Regions from separate parts of the Pan troglodytes genome. Here region 2 is linked to region 1. Evidence: chromatin contacts called from public Hi-C data. All regions are on one chromosome and are shown on one strand. Each heading gives the region's core, a stretch centred on a gene start, on an enhancer-like site or on the middle of the called end of the contact. The rest is flanking DNA. Distances are from core to core; before and after follow the strand shown.

The links. A called contact is a pair of places that touch in the nucleus more often than the background predicts.
Region 2: a Hi-C map of stem cell-derived neural progenitor cells shows a contact between it and region 1, with 5 times the contacts expected there. The contact joins the enhancer-like site here to the promoter of NRP2 in region 1. A contact is called at or near these places in 2 of 7 Hi-C or Micro-C datasets (induced pluripotent stem cells and stem cell-derived neural progenitor cells) and 1 of 1 other capture datasets (stem cell-derived neural stem cells).

What each region holds. Positions count from the first base shown.
Region 1 is chr13:107,905,816-107,911,562 of NHGRI_mPanTro3-v2.0_pri, reverse strand. It overlaps NRP2 (neuropilin 2), which reads right to left and starts at 3,041. Exons shown (of 17, transcript XM_016950360.4): 1 at 2,090-3,041. The coding sequence starts at 2,162.
Region 2 is chr13:108,118,965-108,124,711 of NHGRI_mPanTro3-v2.0_pri, reverse strand. No RefSeq gene overlaps it. Among named protein-coding and RNA genes, the nearest start is that of INO80D, 210 kb to the left of the region's middle. Within about 2 kb of position 2,366, at least 1 of the 24 cell types and tissues checked has an H3K27ac peak or open chromatin away from gene starts, as enhancers often do. A contact at or near this core is called in stem cell-derived neural progenitor cells, where this site is marked.

The sequences.
Region 1 (5,747 bases), core at 1,792-4,291:
CTCCCGGCCGGCGCACACTGGGTGAGTCAGAGGTGTAGCTTGGCCTCGCCCTTGCCACCCGCTGCCGGCTCCCCGGGTGCCAGTGCTTTGCTCCGCCTGAAAGCCTGAGCAGCTCACGGCTTGAGATCGCATTTTGGGGAGCTGGAGGTCCCTGGCAGGTCCCAGCTTCGAATCCCACCCTGAGATCCCACCCCGGGTCCGAGGTTGCCCCGAACTCCGCGCCTCTGGGCTTCTCTGGAAGTGACGCAGCACTGCTGGGGATTGGGATGGGAGGGGGTTCTGCAGAGAGCGCGGCAGGCAGGTGGCAGAGCGGGAGTGGGTCCAAGCGGGTGTCGCGCACACACGTACACACACTCCAAGTAGCGCTCGGGGACAGATGTGCGAACATCTGGGGTAGGAGATGGCCCCTGAGTCTTCACGACCCCTCCCGCTCCGCACAGCACACGGAACCTTAAGTTGCATGTGTGTGCGCGCCAGTGTGAGTGCCAGTGTGTGCGCGCTCGCGCGCTGGGGCCTACTGGAGTCCGTGTCTGAATACATAATATACTGTGGGCATCCTCACGGCGCGCGCGCGTGTGCACACACACACAGCGAATCACACAAACATACATAATTTACGCAGCATCCAGGTCTGTGAGTGGTAATTTAATTCCGCTTCAAGTTGGGAATTTAGAAATAAGGCAAGGGGGAACGGGGGAGGCCCAGAAAATCTCCCCAGGTGGGACCCCCACCCATCCCTTTGGCAGGATTTGCAGCTGCCCTGAAGACCACTTATGGCAAAGAAAGAGCTGCAAACGTGCGGATCTGGGTGGCAAAGGCATTCCTGAATTTTCTTCCCCCCTCAAATAAATGCCCAAGCTTAAAGTGGTGTGTGTGCTGGGTGGGGGGGGGGGGGGAGGCGGGGTGGTGAGGAGAAGGAAGGGTGACAGTACCAGATGCAAGGCTAGGATCCACTAGCTGATGTTCTGGGGATGCCCAGGAGGCTGCAGAGTTAGCTCTACCACTGCCGCCATCGCCTTGCAAGTGCCTTGGGTGAGGGCACTTCAGGAAGGCTTTTTCGCCTTTCTTTCACCCATTTCCTCCATAGATGGTTTCTCCATCTCCAATGACCTGTAGCAGCTGCTAAGAGTTTTGTTGTTAGATTCCAGACACCGTTCTCAGAGGGGTAGGGAGGCTCACTCTAGAGAGTGGTCCCAGAATGAAGCACAAACCCCACTGCATTCCCCATGGATTCCCCTTTCCAGAGCATACCCCTTGCCGCTCCCCACAAATGCGGTCCCCAGACTGTTCTGGGCCTCGAAATGCTTATCTCCACAGCGGCCTGTCCACACACCCTTTTTGGCAGTGGTTGAGAACAAATTCCACTCAAAAGTTTCTAACCACTTCACAAGAGTGAGAGACCTTCGAGGGCCTGCAATTTGTTTTAGCTAATAATAATTTCTAAAAGAACGTATGATTTACTTTCCCAGACAACACATGGATGAAGAGAGAAGGGACCAACCGTCTTGGTTGCCAGCAGCACCCAACCCCAAGCTCCTATCTCAGCCACAAGCCAACTTGCTCCACCAGCCTGAGCCTTATGATTCTGAAGCATAACCAGTCATTCTCCAAAGAATCTACAGTATCTGAAAACCAAAACTAAACTCTTGTCTTTCCCAAGCCCTTCAGTTAACATCGCTCAATGTAACTAAGTGGAGGGAATGCAAATGATTTATATTTCACTGGCTAGTTGGAGAAACTCAAGGGAGATGTGTTCTGCTTCAAGACAGGGAAAAAAAATTCCCAAAAACTGTAATGCAAAGGCTTTGTAGTATTTTTAAACCTTTGATTCAGTCCATATGTGACATGTGAACACCGCCAAATTCTGTTTCAAAACACACACACACACACACACACTCCTAGCAGGAGAGGAAAGTTGGGTTTTAGCAGCCGTGGTGGTGTAGGAAGGGCCGGCTGGGATCTCTCTTTAAATTATTGAGTACTGAGGGAGCCTTCTTCTGTGCCGTTCTGCGTGGCCTTCCTGCTTTAGCGGTCACTTTTAAAGGGGAAACCATGTTGCAATAAATAGAAAAAACTTTCAGTGGCTTACCTGGTTGGCCTCTCACTTGGTGTCTTGAAAAGTAGAGGGCTAAGAAAACCCAGGTGAGAGGAAACATATCCATTTTGGAGAAGGTGGCTCTTTCCAGAGCTGGGTTCGTAGGTTTCTTGTTTAAATCTTTGTGTTTTTCTCTCTTTTATTTTCCTCCTTACAACGTCTTATGCAGAGGTTTCTAATGGTCAGCGTTTCCCTCCTGAGTCCTGGTGGCTTGTCTTCACCTTTATTCTTGCTGGAATTTCCACCTCACCAGGAGGAGAGTAGCTCCTGAAATCAGCAAAGAAGGAACAAGCCGGGAAGAGAACACGGTTTTCCTCTCAAAAACAAAACGCATATATGTTCTCTCCAGTTCTTCAAAGTGTCATTTCCTTTATCCTACAATATCACGAGTATTTCCCGAAAGCCAAGCGTAACAATAATGATAATAATAATAATTAAAACCAAGACTTGCCTTGGGCATCACACTGCCCCCAGGCAGCTGTGTGATCTCAGAGGCGTAAACTGACACACATCCCGTGGCACCCTTGACGGACACGCGGGCGGAGGCAGCCGCCGCCGGACAGCCCGAGTGGAAGGCGGCCGCCCTGCTCTTGTCCTCGCCGGGTTCCCCCGGCGGGAGCCTCCCCCAACGGCTACACCCGCTTGGCCAGCCTCTCGAGGGGAGTCTGAGGAAGGAAGCTGCTGCTGCTGTTGCTGCTGCTGGTGCGGCGGCGGTGGCGGCTGGGATCGCCTGGGAGTGAGCGAGCCCCTCTCCGAGTTCGCTGGCGCCCGCCCTCACCTCCACCTCGCCGAGTGTCTGTGCGGCTGAGGATGTGCTGGGGGCCGGCTGCAGGCTGGTGCCTCGCTCGCGATCTCTGCCTCCCCTCCGGCTCCCCACTGCCTTTTCAGGCCGAGCAGCATGTGGATGTCAGAGCCGCGGCAGAGCTATCCGATTACGCGCCGGCTCAGGGCCCGCCCCTTCTGTGTTCCTGATTAAAGAGGCAGCAGCGGAGACGCGCGGCGCAGAGCAGAGTGCCGCGGCACCCAGCTCGGGCGGGGCGGCGGCGGCTTCTCTCGGGCCGCCGCAGGATCGAAGTTAAGGCGGCGCCCACCCCACCACCCCTCGCCCGCCCCGCATCTCCCGATCGCCCCCGCGCACCTCCGCGCCGGGCCGCCGGTGCGTAACGCCCTGGGGAAGAAGCGCCCCCGGGCACCCCCAGGGCGCGCCGCCCTTGGCCGTGTCGCCCCCACCCAAGGGAGACCCCGGGGGGACGGGGGGAAAAGCCTTGTTCCCCCTAAATTCCACGACTCCGATGCCACACACGCAGAACCCAACACAATGCCACGCGCGATGGCGTTACAAGAGGAGTTGGGTGGCGTACGGTGTTTGGGGTAGCGAGCCGGTCGGCAGCTCAGCCATGCGTTCGAACAGGCAGCGGTGCGTGGCGGCGACACACACCGTCAGCCCGGTCTGAATAAAACCCCAAACACTCGCGGCGTTTACTACTCAGATCCTTTGTTATGTCCCAAACATGCTCTGCTCCTCTCTGGGTTAGGATTTCGTTACCCCTGCGCCTTTAACTTGTAACTACGCTAAAAAGAGGAAAGATTTTCTTCAGCAAATAATTTCTTCAGGTAATTAAATTGGATTCCATCAAGTTCCCCCGAAAAAGTATAGGTGCTTGAAGGCGTCTCATCCAAATGCTACTGTAACTACGTCTATTCACATTTTCCCCCATGGAAACGTGGTCACAAAGCCTAGAGAAAGAAAACATCATTATGCCAACTATTTTTAAATGGAGGCGTGAAAACTGTTTAGAGGGAACTGCAAGCTAACAGTTGGGGAAACACTTGTATCTTTGTTTCTGAGGATGGCTTTGTGGATTCCAAACTGTCTTGCTTCACCAGACACCTATTACTACATTATCATAAAGACTGCAACAGAAACAGCCTAAATTACACCCTGCACATGTACACCTTTTCTGCCACAAAAGAGGTATATGAAAAATAAGAAAATTCAGAAAAATATTTACAGATTAAGATTTTTTTTTAATTAAGAAAGTAAAATTTTCTGTAGATTAAGAAAAATACAGTTTCGGTGACGAGAAACACACACCTGACTACCCATTTTCTTCTTGGCTTGTACTTGTGGATTCTTCTGGGTGGTTTCCCTCCTTATCTGGACTTGCCCATTAGCTTTGTTTATCACTTTTAGTGTTTGAAAAATCTGTAACTCCCACTTAACTGTTATTTACACTGAGATAACCAAAACAAAATTGAATCAGAAGTGATTTGCAAATAGTTGAGCCAAGCTGTGTTGGGGGGTGGGGCGGGATTTTAGAGTGGAAATCCACAGGTTGACTATCACACTGTTAATCTCAGATGCCTGGTTGGGAAAGGCACAGCACAGAGGCCTCTGAGTTCTTCCAGGGAGCATGTCTCTTGGCTAGCCTAAATGCTACCTTTCATTCCCTCTTTGCCTCCCTCCTTCCTCTTCCTCCCTCCTTTCCTTCCTTCTTCCTTCCTTTCTAGGCTTGAGAACACATCCACATTATTAAAAACTCCAGATTTACATTTCTCCTCTTTAAAGCTCAATTGTAAAGAATGACTCCAAGCCTTAAATATTTAACAAAGTAAAAGAGCAGTTTGGATTATTAACCTTAAGCAGAGATCCCGGTTTATGTCATTGCCAAGATGCTAATCTAAGGACAAAGAACGCTATCTGTAGTGACAGTCCCTGAATAGAGAGGGCCATTTAATATCACCTCTCCCCACCACTCACCAGGCATGCCAAACCATTTTAGCCAGTGCCCAATGTGGGAGACTCCTGTTTCTGAGAATAATGTAGCCAGGGTTTAGGTGAAGGGCACTGTGAAAGGGGGAAAGAAGAGAGAAAAGGTAAACCTAAGCCCACTGGAGAACCATAAGAATGACAACCCTGGACTTCTGGTCTTGGGGTCTCAGGGATGAAGGTCCCCATCAGGCTGCTTCCAGAGTAGAGAAAAGTCAGAATCAGTTTTGTTCCTGGCCTGGTTGCCTACACTATAACTTTTCATTTTTCAGCGGTGTCCTACAGGGGACGCTCACTTACTTCCTGGGAGTCCTCTGTACCAGGGCTGCAAGACTTCCCACTGGCCTTGAGTGAAGGCCTCATTTCCTGCAGTTGGACAGAGAGTGAGTCTCAGGTTTCCATCCCTGGGGACTCAAGCGGCCAGACCATTTTTTAATCCTCTAGGGGGCAGCACTCAATAAATAATGGTAACACCACCCAGGGTCACACTTCTGGTGGTGCTTTTAATTCCAAGGAGTTCAAAGTGCTTTATCAGACCAGGGAAGATTCAGAGTGAGGCCGATCTCTCCCCAGCCTACTCTGAACAAGACCCCACCGGCCCAGAGAGGGCTTAGAATTGTTTTAACCTAAGACTTCCAAGGACTCTTGGGAACTAAACACAAATCTCACATGTGCCACATGGAAAACAAATCTTTAGGGAAATTCTTCACACTGGGACTGGCTCAGACCTGCCAGTCTTGTTTCCCTCTAGACTGGGATCTCAGGGTTTGACTGCAGTTGGTTTGGTTTCCACCAGAGGTATAGTGGTAAAGAGCTAGGTAGGCACCGTGCTTTTCAGTATTTTGTGAGTCCACATCCCTGGCCCATAGGGAAGCCTGCCTA
Region 2 (5,747 bases), core at 1,117-3,616, 210 kb before region 1:
ACAAGGTGGATCCCAGAGGGCTCAGACTGGGGAAGAAAGTTATGCCATGTAGAAGTAAATTTAATGAGGTCAGAAGGGTGAGGGGTGTGTGTGTTTGTTTGGGGGTGGAGTATCTTTAAAATGGCAAGAGGGAGGCTGACGCTGCATCAGCTTTGGCCACGCTGCGTTTTGAGAGCCTCTGGCATTCTGAGGCTTCTTCCCTCCTTCCTCCCCACAACTCCCTCCCAGGCCCTGCATGCCTTCCTGCAGCCCTGTTTTTCCCACGTTCGGCCCTGTACGGCCTGATCTGTGGAATGGGGGTGGAACCGTGCGGAGGCTGAGCAAGCGCTGACCACCTGCCAGCACCGTGCTGAGCTCCCAATGTACACGGATTGAACCAGAAATGGCCGGGGATCACCCACTTCACACCCACAAAACCACCAACTTCATATGGTGCAGCCTGACTACCACATTTAATTTCTCAGCAATCTTGAGAGGTATAAGGATTACATCTCCACTTTTCAGATGAGGAGAATAAGTTATCACTCCAAATCAAACATTAGTGAACAACAGAGTGAGAATTTAAGTTCTTAGCCCGGACTCCAAGCCCTGTTCAAAACTATTACATGACACCGATAAACCCTTTTATACTAACCTGTAAACAATCAATAACAGCTTCACATGGTACCTCCTGTGTGGGACAAGGCTGGTTCTTTAGGGCATCGCTCAAATGCTGGCATTGGAAGATCCTGGATGCGAGGAGTCCTTTGTTCCTTCAGCTGAACCTCCCAAGATGTTTCTGATTCGCTTCGAGAGAGTCTGCCTGGCTCACCTGCCTAAGACATGGGTAGGAATGGCAGGCAGGTGGGCTAGGCCACAATTCTGCTTCTTGAAAAAAATGGACTGTTCTTCTGATTTAAGAAGTAAACCCTATTCAGTGTAGAAAATGAAAACAAATATAAAATATGTAAATAAAAATGACCAACCATCCTTAGCTAGAGGTAAGGATTGTCACAATGTTTCAGGATTGTACTTTTCACTTATCTTGTGCCTCTCTCTCTCTGTCCTCCTCTCTACGTGCATATATACATTTTGGAAGGTGGATCTAGTGTACATATAATTTTCCTTATTTATTAAATCTCCATTTTATTCTAAAGGATTCAGCATGGATTACAAAGGCACATAAAAAACGATAGAACAAACTAAAAGTGGGGTTAAGAAAGACAAATCTACACCATAATGCCATGTTCAGATTTGTATTTTTAACATTTAACATGACATTGAGCATATGTGTCCATTTGCCATTAAATAGACTGTTGCATTATTTTTTAAATGTATTAGTATTATTATTTTTAATAGAAGGAAAGCATATGACCGCAGAGCAGTGCACAGGTTGGAAGTGAATGGCTGGATGCGGTATCTTGTGGGTTTTGTTTTTTTTTTTTTTTTTTTGAGACAGGGTCTCACTCTGTCCCCAGGCTGGAGTGCTGTGGCGTAATCTCGGCTCACAGCAGCCCCTACCTCCTGGGCTCGAGCGATCCTCCCACCTCAGCCTTCCAAGTCGCTGGGACTACAGGTGTGCGCCACCACACCCGGCTATATATATATATGTATTATTTGTAGAGACGGGATTTCTCCATGGTACCTAGCCTGCCACATCATTCTTAATGTCTCCACGGCATTGCACTGATGGGAGCAGCGCTCTGTATCTGATCAGGCCCCTCCTATTGGCTGTTAGGCCGCTTCCAAAATGGCAGATTTACAAATAAAGCTGCAAACAACACCTTTGTAAAGAAGTCTTTGTGCACCCCCTCCATTTCCTGAATGGGCGTTTCTAGAAGTATTTCCAGCAACACCAGAGCCATGGAGGAATCCTATGTGTGAATCCCCCACTGCCCTGGGAGAGCACAGCATTTTCTGGTGCATCCAGAGGTTGCCCAGCCCCTCTCTACGTCAGTATGGACCCTTCGCATCCTAGGCCAATCACGTCGCCTTCCAGACTGTCCCCACGTATGTCCCCATGGCTCTGCCAGCTCCCTGCCCTTACGCCTCTCAGGGATGCACGGTTGGGCTACTATAGGAGCTACTGCCTGTTGAGATGAGCACCCCCGAAGTTGGGCATTTGAAAGGGAAATAGAGTCAGATACTTGCCGGAGGTGAATGATGTGGGTGAGGGAAGTCGCTGGACTTGGCTTATTTCTGTTTGATCCTTACCAAGTTTTCTGCAAAGAAACTGCTTGGGATGCTGCTTATGCGGCTTTCTCATTTGCTGAAAAACAATGTGTGTCCGGAGTAGTGAAAAGGCAACGGACCCAAACTGCCTCCAGCGCCAAGAACCCGGCAGTCCACACGAGGGCGCTGTTCTCCCGCCATGAAGGACTAGGCGGGCTCCTGCTTTCTGGGCGGAAAAGGGCGCCAGGAGGCAGAGCGGGAAAACCGGCAGAGGGTGTGGGAGGGAGGAGGAGACGTTTGCCTTCCCCGTCATTCTCCTTCCTTGCAGAGCCTCTCCTTTCCCTCAGGGACTCCCTCACCACCTCTTCCTTACAGCCCCCTCACTGCTTTTCCTTGCGTATCTTTCGGATGCCACAGTCAGCTCTGGGCCCATCCATGGCTCCATCTCCTATCCTAGGGTTGTCCCGCGGCGCCCTCTTTTCCAATGGATTTCCCCCCTCTTATCCTGTACTGGCTATAATTTTTTTTAAAGTGACATATATTTACTTGTGTATTTAATAAAGTTTTGGTGCACTTAAAAAATGTTAAAGCAGAAAAATTAATCCTTTTGTATTTATTAATTTTTTTCTGGAAAATAGAAACCCACAAAAACAAGATTATTTAAGATTTTTTCCCCCTTGCATAAGGCACCTGGTTGCCTGTTATTTATATACGTATTTTTTGTGGATCAGTGGACCCGAGGAGAAAAATGATCAGAACTGTAACAAATATAACCTAATAGTCATCAGGTTCTTGGTCTTTGATTCCTTTATATTCAGGGCTGTAAACAAGTCTGCATCCGGAAGTGGAAATAAGGCAGCTAAAGAATTCATGAATAATAGTCACAATGTATTGAGCTTTCAATAATAGTGACAGTGTATTGACCCATGTCCTCCACTACCAGTGAGGGAGCTGAGGTCAGAGAGTGTGAAGAGTGAGGCCAAGGTGACCCAGATGAGGAGGGTAGCTAGGATTTGATGCCCGCTCTTAGTGGCTTCAAACCTTGGGCCATTTCAGTAGCAACCCATGAGACCATTCAAGTGGACCTGGGCAGTGAGTCCGGCTTTAGGGTCACTTCTGCGGAACAGTAAGGTCCAAGAGGTTCCTCATCCAGCTGAATGCGGGGCTTCAGTACCTTTCTGAGACCAAGGGACAGGGGGAACCCAGACTCAGGGAGCCGAGCAAGCTGACCCCACGCCTCTATTGGAGCTAAGGGAGAGCAGCGCCGTGCACAGCGCTCTTTGGTTTAATTGTAAGGCACCATTCTCGCCCACACATGACCATTGGCTGGGTACTCATTTTTCTTTAGTGATAAGGAAGAGCAAAATCAACCCACATGATCTAGAGCAGTGGTCCTCAACCTTTTTGGCACCAGGGACTGGTTTTGCAGAAGACAGTTTTCCATGGGCCCACCAGGGTGTGGGGATGGTTTCGGGACTATTCAAGCCCATTACATTTATTTTGCACTTTATTTCTATTATTATTACATTGTAATATATAATGAAATAATTATATAACTCACCATAATGTAGAATCAGTAGGAGCCCTGAGTTTTCCTGCAACTAGACAATCCCATCTGGGGGTGATGGGAGACAGTGACAGATCACTAAGCATTAGATTCTCATAAGGAACATGCAACCTAGATTCCTTGGGTACGCAGTTCCCAATAGGGTTCATGCTCCTATGAGAATCTAATGCTGCCGCTGATCTCACAGGAGGCGGAGCTGAGGCAGTAATGGGAGCCACGGGGAGCAGCTGTAAAAACAGATGAAGCTTTGCTCATTCACCTGCTGCTTACCTCCTGCTGTGCAGCCTGGTTCCTAACAGGCCATGGACCAGTAGTGGTCCATGTACTGGTCCATGGCCTGGGGCTTGGGGACCCCTGACCTACAGAGTTGTGTTAGGGTTAGGGGCCAGGCATGGTGGCTTGTGCTGTAATCCTAGCACTTTGGGAGGCTGAGGCGAGTGAATTGCTTGAGCCCAGGAGTTCAAGACTAGCCTGGGCAACATGGCGAAACCTCATCTCTACAAAAAATACAAAAATTAGCTGGGCATGGTGGCGCACACCTGTAGTCCCAGCTACTTAGGAGGCTGAAGTGGTAGGATTGCTTGAGCCCGGGAGGTTGAGGCTGCAGTGAGCTGTGATTGTGCCAATGCAGTCTAGCCTGGATGGCAGAGCCAGACTCTGTCTCGGGGGGTGGGGGGGGGGGGGTAAAAAAAAAAAAAAAAAGGAGTTAGGAGGCTGAAGCTATGAACCCCTAAATAAAGAGCCCATTCCCAAGGTACAGCCCAGCAAAGTATTATTAGTCACTTATACCACAGTGTGCAAATAGAGATATGTCCTTTCCCATCTCTGGTCCAGAATTTTGAATTTTAAACTTTATCTCATTGAAATGAAGGTCCCTATATTCAGTGAAAAGTATTTCAGGCCGCCTCGGGGGTCAAGGGAGATCTTTGCAGGGCACTTGAAATGATGCCATGAGGTAGCTGTGGCGGTCACCTCACCCTTCTCTTAAAAAAATAGTAACCTAGTCACAGTGGTAATTCATATCTGTTTTAGAAAAATTGGAAAATATAGAAAAGCACAAAGAGGAAATCAATTATAACTCTTCTCAGCTTAACACCTTTAATTTATTTCTCCAAAACAAAGAGTACAGCAAAAAAGCATTAAGCTAAAGGCTATTAACATAACAAAAAGGCCTCCGGTCTCTTCTCTGTAGAACTTTGAAGATTGTGCCGGCCTCAGGGCTTGGAGCCGAATCCCACTTCCATAGCACTCAAGCCTGCCCCTTGAAACAAGTCACTTATGCCCCTCCTGTGACATTTTTGGAGGTTACAAAGATTATTTCCTTACTGGCAAACGCTAGGTGGGAAGAGAGAAGTGGATGCACAAATATAGAAATGTATTTGTTTCTACCACTACATTCCACAGTTTTTTTGGATATATTCCATTTGTTTCCAAAAATAGTGTTTTCTTGCTTTGCTGTACTTGTCAAAGAACAAATCACATTTGGAAAAAAAAAATCTGTTTTTGTAGGCATTTTCAGGAGTAGTCGCATAAATATTCCCTGAAATTGATCTTCACAAGGAGAAGACCTTACTCCATGAACAACCTAGAAACCATGGAGCAGAGAAGCAAGCAGGGGGTGTGATCTCCATCCTGTGTGGGGCCTGGGCGGGGCTGACCCTCAGGAATCCGGTTGGTCACAGGTGCTGAGGGAGGACTTCTTCTTCTCTTCGTTATTCCTAAAAGTTGCAAAAAACAGCATATGTTCTTTCGAGGCACCGTTTCAAAGCCTATAAATCCAATAATTAAAGGATGATTGTAGCTATTATTCCCACTGCTTGGGATGGCTGCTTATAATATTTTAGTGTCTCTATGGCATTTTTCTTATTGAATGTTAGAAATTTCCCTGTGTTCTGAAACCAGCGTCTTAAATTTTAAAATACGTTGTAAAAATTTTCTTGAGTCCTTCACTCCTTACAATGTCATTGTCAGTGGCTTCCGAGTACTTCTTTTTTTTTTTTTTTTTTTTTTTTGAGACAGAGTCTTGCTC